3 separate regions of the Mus musculus genome follow, and all the other regions are linked to region 3. Evidence: chromatin contacts called from public HiChIP or PLAC-seq and promoter capture Hi-C data. All regions are on one chromosome and are shown on one strand. Each heading gives the region's core, a stretch centred on a gene start, on an enhancer-like site or on the middle of the called end of the contact. The rest is flanking DNA. Distances are from core to core; before and after follow the strand shown. Region 1 has its middle 9.0 kb from the start of Psma6. Region 2 holds the start of Egln3 (egl-9 family hypoxia-inducible factor 3). Region 3 holds the start of Snx6 (sorting nexin 6).

What was found. Promoter capture Hi-C pulls out the DNA fragments that hold promoters and counts their contacts. HiChIP or PLAC-seq counts read pairs in DNA pulled down with a chosen protein or histone mark.
Region 1: a promoter capture Hi-C map of pre-B cells shows a contact between it and region 3, with 7 times the contacts expected there. The contact joins the enhancer-like site here to the promoter of Snx6 in region 3. A contact is called at or near these places in 10 of 39 promoter capture datasets (the HPC-7 cell line, cranial neural crest, frontonasal cranial neural crest and 6 more) and 2 of 115 datasets of contacts at active chromatin or transcription factors (cardiomyocytes and stem cell-derived neural progenitor cells).
Region 2: an H3K4me3 HiChIP or PLAC-seq map of bone marrow-derived macrophages shows a contact between it and region 3, with 4 times the contacts expected there. The contact joins the promoter of Egln3 here to the promoter of Snx6 in region 3. A contact is called at or near these places in 1 of 39 promoter capture datasets (liver) and 2 of 115 datasets of contacts at active chromatin or transcription factors (bone marrow-derived macrophages and pancreatic cancer cells).

The regions. Positions count from the first base shown.
Region 1 is chr12:55,388,156-55,391,575 of GRCm38.p6, forward strand. It overlaps a transcript of Psma6 not described here. Among named protein-coding and RNA genes, the nearest start is that of Psma6, 9.0 kb to the right of the region's middle. Within about 2 kb of position 1,251, at least 130 of the 459 cell types and tissues checked have an H3K27ac peak or open chromatin away from gene starts, as enhancers often do. A contact at or near this core is called in the HPC-7 cell line, hematopoietic stem and progenitor cells and pre-B cells, where this site is marked.
Region 2 is chr12:54,202,539-54,206,372 of GRCm38.p6, forward strand. It overlaps Egln3 (egl-9 family hypoxia-inducible factor 3), which reads right to left and starts at 1,336. Exons shown (of 5, transcript NM_028133.2): 1 at 667-1,336. The coding sequence starts at 1,023.
Region 3 is chr12:54,793,369-54,797,226 of GRCm38.p6, forward strand. It overlaps Snx6 (sorting nexin 6), which reads right to left and starts at 2,294. Exons shown (of 14, transcript NM_026998.3): 1 at 2,280-2,294; 2 at 2,086-2,133. The coding sequence starts at 2,285.

The DNA of each region.
Region 1 (3,420 bases), core at 1-2,500, 590 kb after region 3:
AAGAGCTGGGCTGCGGTTGTAGCTCAGCCTAGCACGCACAGAGCCCTGGATGCAAGTCCCAAACCCATATAGCCAGCTGTGATAGCTCGAACGGGCGTAAGCCTAGCACTCAGAAGGAGGAGGAGGGGCAGGAAGTTCAAGGTCTATATGAGACCCTGTCCCAAACAAGCCAGCAAGCAAACAAACAAAAAGCCAAATGTGGTCATGTATGCTGCTAATCTCAGCACTAGGGAAGTCGAGGCAGGAGAGTCAAGAGTTTAAGGTCATCCTTGTCTACATAGCAAGCTTGAGGCCAGCTTGGGCAACTGTGTGCCGCTGTCTCAAAAATAACAACAATAAAAAACCCGACAAGTTTTAAAGTTGCCTTCTGTCTAGAGCATAAACCCCTTATCTCAGTGTGTGTGTGTGTGTGTGTGTGTGTGTGCGCGCGCATACACAAGCATTTTGCAAGCTATTTTCTTCCTCTGCTTCTGAACCTCACACCACACAGCCCCCCCCCACAGCCCCCCCCCCCCCCACCAACTGCCAGCTTCTGTCATCTGCTGCACCTGTTAAAGAGTCCTTGTCCTCCCAAGCCTGCCCTCTAGTGGGACAGTTTCTGACACATCTGCATATAAACTTCCTTCCTTCCCAACACCCCCACCCCGGCCTGCAGTACTCTGAAATGCCCTGTCAAGTTAGCCTCCCTTTCATTCATCCTTCTTTTCCCCCACAACCCGACCCCACCCTGTGAACTCAGTGTGTATCTCTCAGAGCAGGTAGGCCAGTTCCTTGTCCATAGACATGGTTCAGTTAGTAGTGCTGAACTGCTCTGGAGAAGGTGTTTGAAATGTCTTCCTGATTTTTATCTCTTTTGGCTAGTTCTCCTTTGAGTGTATTTCCCCTGATCTTTGGGATTTTGTATGTGAGCTGAGTGGCCAGAAACTAAGTCTATAGTGTCTGATGTCTCATGCTGATCAAGAAATGCTATTCTCTGAGAGCCTGGCATTTTGCCACATCTGTGGAGACAGGAGAATCACCAGTTCATGGCCAGCCTCATCTCCATAGGAAATCCCTGGCCAGCCTTGGCTACAAGAGACTGTTTCCATAAAATTAACTTCTTAATACTATCTTCCATAATCATTCCATTTAACAACCCTCTGCCCGCCCACCCAGAGCTGAAATGAATTGGATGTCTCTAGAGGGCATCTGTACGGGTACACGGTCCTGTGGTAGCTGGGGTGCTGAGAGGCGGAATCCCAGAGTCTGTCATCGCCGTGTTCTCATGTTTACATCTTCTGTCGCTGGCTGTTTTTTCAAACATGTTTTTCTTCCCCACTGTGAAACAAAGCCAATTCAGAGTAGCTAGAGTGTCCTCAACCGTTCCTGCCAACAACTGAATCTTCAAGACGCAGTTCCTAAGTCAGCATGCCGGAGGTAGAGGCAGGAAAAGTTCAAAGCCAGCACTTGGCGACCTAGAAAGTTCTAGGCCAGCCTGCACTAAGGAACCTGTCTCAAAAGAAACCAAACTAAAGTGGGAGGGGGAAAGACAAAACCAAACTAAACAACAAAGCCTTGCTTCTAAGTCAGTGAATGAAAATGCTTGTTTAATGGTCAGAAACCTCACTCATTTGCATGCCCCCTGTCTCCAATTACCCCAAGAGGATATGTCCTTTGAGCATCAGCCTGTCACTTCTGTGGCAAGAAAATAGGAATTAGAGGAAGCCAATTCGGAAACCTCAAAGAAGAGGAAGTGTCTCCAGGCTGAAGGGAAGGCTTCGGAGTCTTACTTCCTCTCTGTTCTCGATCCTCCGGGTGGTCCCCCACCCACACACCCCAGACAGGAAACAAGGTCTGGGATGAACAAGGGAAAGTCTAAAAGACTCCAAGGTGCAAGGACGCACCACAGCTGCGACAGTCACAATAACTGATTGATGTTTGCAGTTCCACAACGCTGCCCATTCATGGGTGCAGCCGGACTGTATGGGACAGGATGGGTAAGAAGTAGCCACTGTCCCTTCTGAGTACCTCCAAGCGCACTCAGGTCTGTGCAGTTCTTGGCTTCGCAGTTTCCTGGGACTAGAGCTTTCTGAGGCTTGTTTGCCCACACCCCTTCCAAGCAGAGAAGCTGAGTTCAAATCTAGAAATAACTTGTTTTATTTTCGTTGTAGCAACTAATTTGATTTCTACTTTGCCTTTAAAGTAGAGTCAGGATGCTCCTGTTTGAGAGAAGAGACCACAGGCGTGGTCAGTGGGTGGTAAGCCTGTGGCTAGGCTCAGATTCAAACACTGTTTCTGAGCCTTGCGCTCAGAGCCCACGACGTTGTCTCTCTTTTCCCTGGATTGCTTTTTACAGAACCGTTCACTGTTCTCTGGAGCTCTGGAAAGCTTCCCGTGTTAGCCTGAGGGAAAGCAGTGTGCCACAAACCACCAATGGCTAAGACTAAACCAGGTGTGCTCTCCCAGCGTCTGGGCAGATTAATGAGACTTCTCAAGGAATTTGCAATCTCTCTCTGGCTTCCAGAAACTTCAGCTGAGCACTGGGTCTTCAGTTAAGGCAGTCTGGAAAAACAAGAGAAACATCACAAGTCTAAGATGGTTACAGTGAAGTTATGGCTAAAAACCAAGGGTGAGCTGCAGAACTGCAGGTCTTGGCTGTGAAGAAGGAGTCGGTGAACGGTTATAGTTAAATGCCCATGTGATTGAACCAATACAATTCCCTTTCAAATCAAAGAACAGCATTTATCATTGTTGGTAATTGCTGAGAGAACCCAGGTATGGAATTATATTGACTGGTAAGGAAGGAGATGGCACAGAAGAGAAATAACAATACATGTGTCTGCTCTGTTGATAGACACAGCATTAGAGTCAGAAAGCCACACTGCATACCATGGACAAGGGGAATCGAGGAGCACTGCTGTAGCTTTAGTGTTTTCAATGGCTACTTTTACTGATGGTTCTTAAATGCTTTAACCTCCCTTCTAGCCCACCACCCACCAGAGGTAGTGGGGAAAAAAAGATTATTGGGATATGGGGAAGTGGACCTGTTTAGGAATGGTTCTTTGAAGCAAATCCCATCTGCATTGTCAAGAAATCAGCTGTTCAATTCCCAGGTCAGCAGTGGCAGCTTGATCCACTCGCAAACACTTCACGGATATACCAGCAGTCCAGCTCAGTGGTAGCAGCAGCGGGTGGCACCACCTAGCAGGAACAGGTAGACCTCAGCCAAATTGGCACGAGTCAGCAGGAGGGAACAGGACCAACAGGAATACCAGGAGCAGTTCTTTGCTGTGCCTCTCTCAATGAAGCCAAGATCAGTGAAGATGCAAGACCAAAGAGTGTTGCAGAGCCAGCTCTACCAGCAAGCCCCTCTCACAGTCCATTCAGTCCCATTTATCCACCCTCCAAACATCACGTGACCTCCATGAGTCCTGCCTCACC
Region 2 (3,834 bases), core at 86-2,585, 590 kb before region 3:
AAAACAAGGTTTCTACCCAGAGGTACCTCACCACTCTCTTCATGGACCTTATCAGGTTGTTTGAGTGGATTTTGCCATGAGTTTATAGGAAAAGAAAGGCGATGGCGTGGGGCTCAGCACTTGGGCTGAGGGGTCTATGAGAATTCTGAGCCCCAGGGCTCAAAGGCTGCAGCAGAAGTGGAGGACTTAACCTTGTCATACCGAACTCTTCCCTCCCACCCTACCTAACTCTACAAGCCAACTAACACAAGGCAAAAATTAGACTTGCCTCTAGTAGAGTTAAGAGTGCCTCTGGCTACTGTGAAGGGCAGTACCGGGTGGCTTTAAAGGAGGCACTTCGGATCATGGACATGCGTGTCGCAGTGTTTCCAATATCTTTTCCCTCCACCAGCCAGTTGTCCTTGCGGTCATCACCAAAACCAGGGCAATTCTTTCAGAGTCAGCAGAAGCTCATCATCACGAGACACCTGAGCCCCTTAACGTGGACTTTTGCTTAAGGGGTTAGGCCAGGAGGTGGAGGGGACGCAAGTAGGGCAGATAGGCAAGCTGACTTCTTGGTTAAAAACCAAAGTTCGCTGCACCCCAGCGAAGGCGACACAACACTCCGAATGAAGGCTTCCCGTCCCCTGCAGCGCAGCTGCGGCTGGGCACCCGCACGCATCCTACCTTGGACCGCTCCTTGACATAGTATTTGCCCAGCCGGCTCCCGCAGTACAGGACCAGCCGGTCGATGAGGGACAGGAGGAAGTTGATGGCCTCGCAGCCCTCCTCGTTGCCCCCGATCCACGTGATCTGGTCGCCTCGCAGGTGCCGCTTGGAGACGCCGGCGCACGGCCCGGCCAGCTGGCCGTCACGCAGGGCCCCGTTGTAGTGCAGCTGCTTGACTCGCTCCAGCACGCAGTCGCCCACCACCTCGCCTAGGAAGTTGTCCAGGTAGCAGAAGCCGACCTCGTGCAGACAGGGCACGATGTACTCCAGGGCGATCTTCTCCAGATCCAGCCTCATGATGTGTCCCAGAGGCATCTCGCCCACAGAGCCGAGGCCGGGGACCCCCAGGGTGCACGCACCCAGGGCTTTCCCAGCGCGAGCGCACAGCGAAGATGCGGAGAGCCGGGCCGGGGACTCTCCCACCTGCGGTGGTCACAGTCCCCGAGCCACTTTAGCTCCAGAGGCGGGGAAAGTTGCTCGAAACTCTGAAGAGAAGGGATCCCGGCTCTGGGACCGGCGGGAGCAGTGTAGGGCTCCGCCACCCAGCGCCGGACTGGCCCAGTGAGAAGTCGGAGGGCCCTTTTTGGAGATGCAGAGCCACCGCCGCGGCGGCCGTGGCCGGGGGAGGAACGAGAGAAAGCACCGCCTTGACCCCAACGTCATGGTCCCGCCCCCGGGACTGCCCTCCTCCGGGCTCTTCCTCTTGGACTGGTGCTGCGGAGCATCTGGGTGAGCTCCACTCTAGCTAACCTGTGTGTGACCCAAGAAAGGGCTGGATTTTTTTTTTTTAATGCTCTCGATTTGCATATTGATTTGCGTTAAATCCCCTAACAAACTTGAAAACCTGGATCTCACGTCTGAGATGCACATGAACAGTTTATTGCCACTTTCTGGGCTAGTCACCTCTCTGGTGACTATATTTCTTAAACATTAAGGTTTAAGCTCTACCTAGTGTCTTTCCTTCTTTCCTCTTCTGTTTGATTCGGGTCTGGCTGTTCCAACCCCTGTGAGAGAGAGAGGTGAATTTAATTTTAACCAAAACTGACTGATTCATTAACAAACATTCCCCTTGACCTCCCCCCACCCTGTGTGCCAGGCTGGTGTGTATCCCCTGAGAAGGGAGTGGAGGACAGAGAGATAGGGAGGCGCCCCGGGAAGGGAGAGCACTGCCAAATCCTGCAAATTTTTGTATTTTGTCCTGCGGGAGATGTTCATGCACCATTTATACTCAAGCTTTTTACTAAAAGGTTCTGAAATTCTCTCTCAAAATCACTCGCACTCTCCCCAAAAGATACACTGTGTTCCAGGTCTCTCTGGCTTCTACTACATGCAACTTGCACTAGAGCCCTAGGCCCTACCCAAAAGGCTTAATTATCTACTGTAAGGTGGTCTCTATACAGATTTCTGATGCCCTTTCCTTCCAAATGAGAGAGAGAGAAACAGAGACATCTAAGACAGAGGGAAAGAGAGACAAACACAGAGAGACAGAGAGACAGAGAGTCAGTTCACATCTTTGCACATTTAGATTTTCAGTTAAGTCAAATGAAAAACTGCACCGATTTTTCAAGCATCACTAATTTTGGACATAAAGTCCTTTTTGCTTTTATTCTCTTCCCAATAGCCCCTCTGCTCACCTTCTCTGAGGGGAGAAGTGGGGGTGCAGTTCATGTGAAGGAGAGGCAGAGGAGGAGAGAGTGCTGACAGACTGGGAAGAAGGCTGTATTGTAGTCAGTGAGGGCAAACAGGGCCTTGGGGAGTGGCAGTCAACCAGAGAGGGTGTAAGCAGCTTTGAAGAAACCTAACTAGCTCCATGGAGAACAGGGACCCTGTTAATGGCCTTGCTCAGTTGGCCTCTTCCATATGTCTGTCCAGGAGAAGGTGTATTTCCTTAGGGTAAAGGCTCAACTTCAAGAAGCTGTTGTCCAAAAGCCCATAGCAGCACTGGGGTGACAGGAGCCCATGTCCTTGAAACACTGATGCCAGCACATGATAGATGGTTGGAAAACAGTCTCCTGAGACACTGACATCTGAACCTGGGCCCTGCAATCACCAGCTGGGGTTTTAGACAGGAAGCCAGCAGGACAGGACCTTTTGCAAGCAGTACTGAGGAGCCTCCCAGGGTATCTAGAGCAAGACCTCAGCGGCCACTGGAGGGGGACAGTGAGAACTTCTGCAGAACAGCTGTCCTGTCCCATCCCAGTAAAGGCAAACAAAGCAAAGGCTGGAGAGTAATTTATCTTCATTGGGGATAGAATGGAAATGAGTTCCAAACAGGAGGAAAGGCCATCTTCCCACTGTTATCTGAGCCCCTCTCTAGGAGCCACTCTGACCCCTCTTATGATCTGCAGGGACACCTTGGAGTAGGAAGCTGTGGAAGGTAGTACCTTGGGGCTTTTGCAGCTTTGGAGATTGTAGTAGACTTCAGAAATATCCCAATAAAGTTATTAACTTAATATTTAAATGGATTTCCATAATTTCAGAGCACAGTGGCTGCTAGTGTAGTCACAACTAGAACAACAGTTCAAGCAAGTTCAGGCCTGATGCGGTTCTAGATGACTTCAGTTCCAAAACGCGTGCTGGTCAGGAAGGGAGTCAATCCTGTAGCCCCATCCCTGCTTGGCTTACTAATCAATCACAGGGAACTTACTAATCAATCACAGACCTGCCAATCAACTCAGAGCTGCCAGCACTGAGAGCAGTAGGGAAGTCAGACATACTGTGACTGGGAGAAATCAAAGTTCATGATTCTACAGAGGGCACAGACAGGCAGGAGCCAAACGGGCTCTGAGGCTGAGCACCAGATGGGCAAAATCCAAGTTACCTGTAAATACATTTATTTCAGATATTTGTCCATTAACCTAAGTCATTTTAAAGGTGACTATTATATTCATCAACTTTTCATTGCTTTGGCAATGTACCTGAAACAGTCATTGTGGTGGTTTGACTAGGAGTGACCCCCTCCCGTGAACTCTCGGGTTTGAATGTGTAGCCCAGAAGGAGTGGTACTATCAGGAGGTGTGGCCTTGTTGAGGTTGGTGTGGCCACGTGGAGTGTGTTGTGGAGGAACAAGCTTGAAGTCTCAGAAACTCAAGCCCAGGCTCAGGGGTGCACAGCCACTACCTGCTG
Region 3 (3,858 bases), core at 1,044-3,543:
TTGTTTTATAGTTAACTAGAGGTTAAATTTTAGAAACCAGAAATCAAATGAAGCTGCTATGTAAACTGAGGGAGTTCATTTATCATTTACAAAAGTATCTGGAAGCTGGGAATGGTGGCACACGCCTTTAATCCCAGCATTTAGGAGGCAGAGGCAGGTGTATTTCTGAGTTCGAGGCCAGCCTGGTCTACAGAGTGAGTTCCAGGACAGCCAGGGCTACACAGAGAAACCCTGTCTTGGAAAAAAACAAAAAAGCATCTGGCTGCTACTCTCAGGTCCCCGGTGAGGAGTCTCTATCCACACCACAGGACTTTTAAAGACACCTTAGAGAAACTTACATCCCATGCTCTTGGGTGTGCCTGTCTTTCTTTCCAAGAGAGTGGCTCTTTCCTAACCCTCATGCTTAAGCCTGAATTAAATAGCTTTATTAAACCCCAACCTTGGCCTGCAAGATGGCTAGGTAAGTGAAGTGCTTGCTAACAACCGGAGTTCAATCCCAGAACCCACATACAAGTAGGAGAGAGCTGGGTCTGCGAAGTTGTTCTCTGCAATGGAACACATATGACAGAAAAGCAGAACAGACGGGACTATCTGGAGGAAGGAAACAGATCAGCAGTAGTATGTGCCCCTCTGTGACACTAACTCTTTAAAACTGCTTCAGGGGCTGCTGAGATGACTTCAGGAGTTAGGGCACACTGCTCTTACAGACCTGAATTCAGCTCCCAGCATCCACACAGATTGCTCTCAAAACCACCTGTGACACCAGCCTCTGGGGTCTGACACTGTCTGACCTCTACAGAACTTGTTTGTACACAGTTGCACCTACCCACCACACAGACAAAGAATCTCTTACCAACAACAATATCCTGCACGGTTACCATCTATCCTGAATCCACTAACACCTGCATCTCTCACATTTTCTAGGATGGATAAGTAGCCGCAAAATAGAAAACAAAAGGAAAACTAGGCTAGGAGGCATGCACCACATCCACACTTGGGAGGCAGGAAAAAAATTGCTTTGTACAAGGAAACTTGTTTCAAACCAAGTTTCTGGACAAGTGTGAGCTGCTGAGTGATAAAATGGTGACAATGAAACTTTGCTTAGTGGCAGTCATACATTAGTAACAGTGCACCTGTACAAGGCTCTACATGCAATGCTATCTTTCACTAAGACAAATGGAGTGCTGCTGGGGGGATGCAGTGGGAGCGAGAAATGAGACCTTTGAACAAGGGGCAGGAAGCGGGGAGGGGGGAGAGTGGTCAAAGGATACAAACTTTCAGTTTTAAGTTCTGGATACTTAATGTACAGTGGAGTGACTAATAATAATGGATACTTGAAACTCTGCTGAGAGCAGACCAAGTGCTCTCCTCAAAAAAGAAAATGAAGGTACCTGAGTAAGGTCCCGAGTGAGGTCTGTGTTCATTAACTTGACAATGGTAATTATTTCACAACCTCTACACGCATCAAAATATCACGCTGTACATCTTTATATAAATTATTATTTTGTAAGTCATACCTTAACATGAGCTAGAGATGGGAGACAATATCGAGAGAATCCTGAAAAGGATGGGGATTGAGGAATATACTAGAAAAAGTAAAGATACTGAAAGCGACCCGTTCTTTAAAAATCTTTTAGGGCAAAACTGAGATTTGCTGATTGCAAAAAAATCATTACAAAAGAGTAAATTTAGACCAAATCCATACCATTCAGCAGAGAAAGGAGAAACGAGGTTCCAGAAAGCCACAGAAAGATTTTGACGGTACCACCGGGAAGGTCTGAAAATGGGTTTCGTGGCCCAGAGAGTCAAGGATGGGGGCGTTCCAACCCGGCCACCCCACCTGCAGCGGGGCCTGGGAAAAGCAAGCTCAGCACAGGGTTGGATCGCCCACCTAGGGCGAGAAAGCGGCCACGGGACCAGCGGAACCGAGAAGCGCCCGACCCCAGGGACGAAGGGCTGCAGAAGGGCGGGGCGCGCGTCGCGGAGGTCGGGAGGGCGACCCAGGGCGGCAGCGCAGCCTGGACCCCTTCTCGGGCCACGGCGGGGGAGGGACCGAGGGTCGAGACCACAGAAGACACAACTTACTCCGCGGTCTTCCTCCGAGAGGAAGTCGGGGCCGTCATCCAGGCCTTCCTGTGGGGTCGGCGGGCCCAGCACACCGAAGGGGAGGCAGGGAAAGGGGGAGACACAAAGAGAGACATTAGCGCCCAGCCCGCGCCGTCCCCGCGCCCGCCGCCCCCACCGCGCGCCCCGAGTTCGGCGCCGCCGTGAACACCCACCATCATGGCTGCTTCGAGTCCAGGGCTCGCGCAGTCGCACAAGCAAGGCCACGAACCTAGTCGGCCGCGCGGGTGGGGCGGAGGGCGGAGCCGAGCGCCAGCCCCGCCCCCCGCCCGCTCTAGGAGGGGGAGCAGTCCCTGAAGGGGAAAGGACGCAGGGTCCTTTGCTCCAGGTAAGAGGGAGGGTTGGCCCAGAGCGATAGTCGCTGCTCACTGCTGGCGAGCTCAGGCTTGGGAAGGCCCCAGGGCCACCCGGAGAACGGTCCACGTCTCTTGCCCCCGAGGGCCCCTAAAAAACTGTACCAGTACTCCCAGGAAGTCACAGTAAATATTCTTGTCTTTGTATTGAGTTACATGATGATTAATCACCATTAATACCATATTGCCTGTGGAAGTTTCAGGAGCCAAAAGCCTTCACACAATAAGCAGACAGGGGCTATAATCAAGCTTTTACTGCTGGGGAAGTAATAACTACCTCAGTTTGGGGTGCTAATGACCGAGCACTATAAAAACAGAGCCGTTCTCATTACAAGAGTATTCCTTGCCTGTATACTAAGAAACAATCGCCAGACCTGATCTAACTGTCCAGCTGAGTAGCAGGAAAGGAGCATCCACAGATGCTTCAAGAAAATAATCCCTTGGGCCAGCATGTTGGTTTAGCAGTGAGGAAAAGTACTTGCTGCTAAGCCTAGAGGCCTGAGTTCAAGCCCCAGGACTGACCCACAAGGTAGAATGGTACTGCAGATTGTCCTTTCACACACACAAAACCAATAAATAAATAAATTTTATAAAAATAATCATTTCTAACTTACCACACTTCACTTCTACAAAGGATCACTCAAGCAAAGCTGTGTCTCCACTTTTATTTATTTATTTATTTATTTATTTATTTAGAGACAGGGTTTCTCTGTATAGGCCTGGCTGTCCTGGAACTCACTCTGTAGACCAGGCTGGCTTCTGACTCAGAAATCTGCCTGCCTCTGCCTCTGCCTCCCAAGTGCTGGGATTAAAGGCGTGTGCCACCACCGCCCGGACTATTGTGTCTCCACTTAATGACATCATCACTCTCAAGGTCCAAGCCTGGTTTCGACTTGTCCTCTTCAGATCCTTCATCTCCTCATGCCTCACATCCAAACAAATACCACCGTGTCTGCAATTGACTCATTTTCTCCACCTCCCTTCCTACACATATACATGTAAATAACGATCTGCTGGTGTGAATCTTCTCTCCACCCCTGGCCTTACTAGCATCTCAGCCTTCCTGGCTCTGACAATGACACCCTAATTTCAGCCAAGAAGCAGTTACAGAGAGATTCCATTGCCCTTTATCATCAACAAAAAGTCTGAAATGACCAAAGTGCACATGCTGGCCAGCCTCCAGGCTCTCAGCATCTCAAATATCTACTACAGGGCCCATGATGGCAGCCCAGCTCCTCTTAGCTCTTCTCACCCTGCCCCTACCCTAAACGTCTCCAGCTCACAGGCTTCCCCTCCCCAGTGCATTCCGACCATGTTCTCTCTCTCTCTCTCTCTCTCTCTCTCTCTCTCTCTCTCTATGTAAGTACACTGTAGCTGTCTT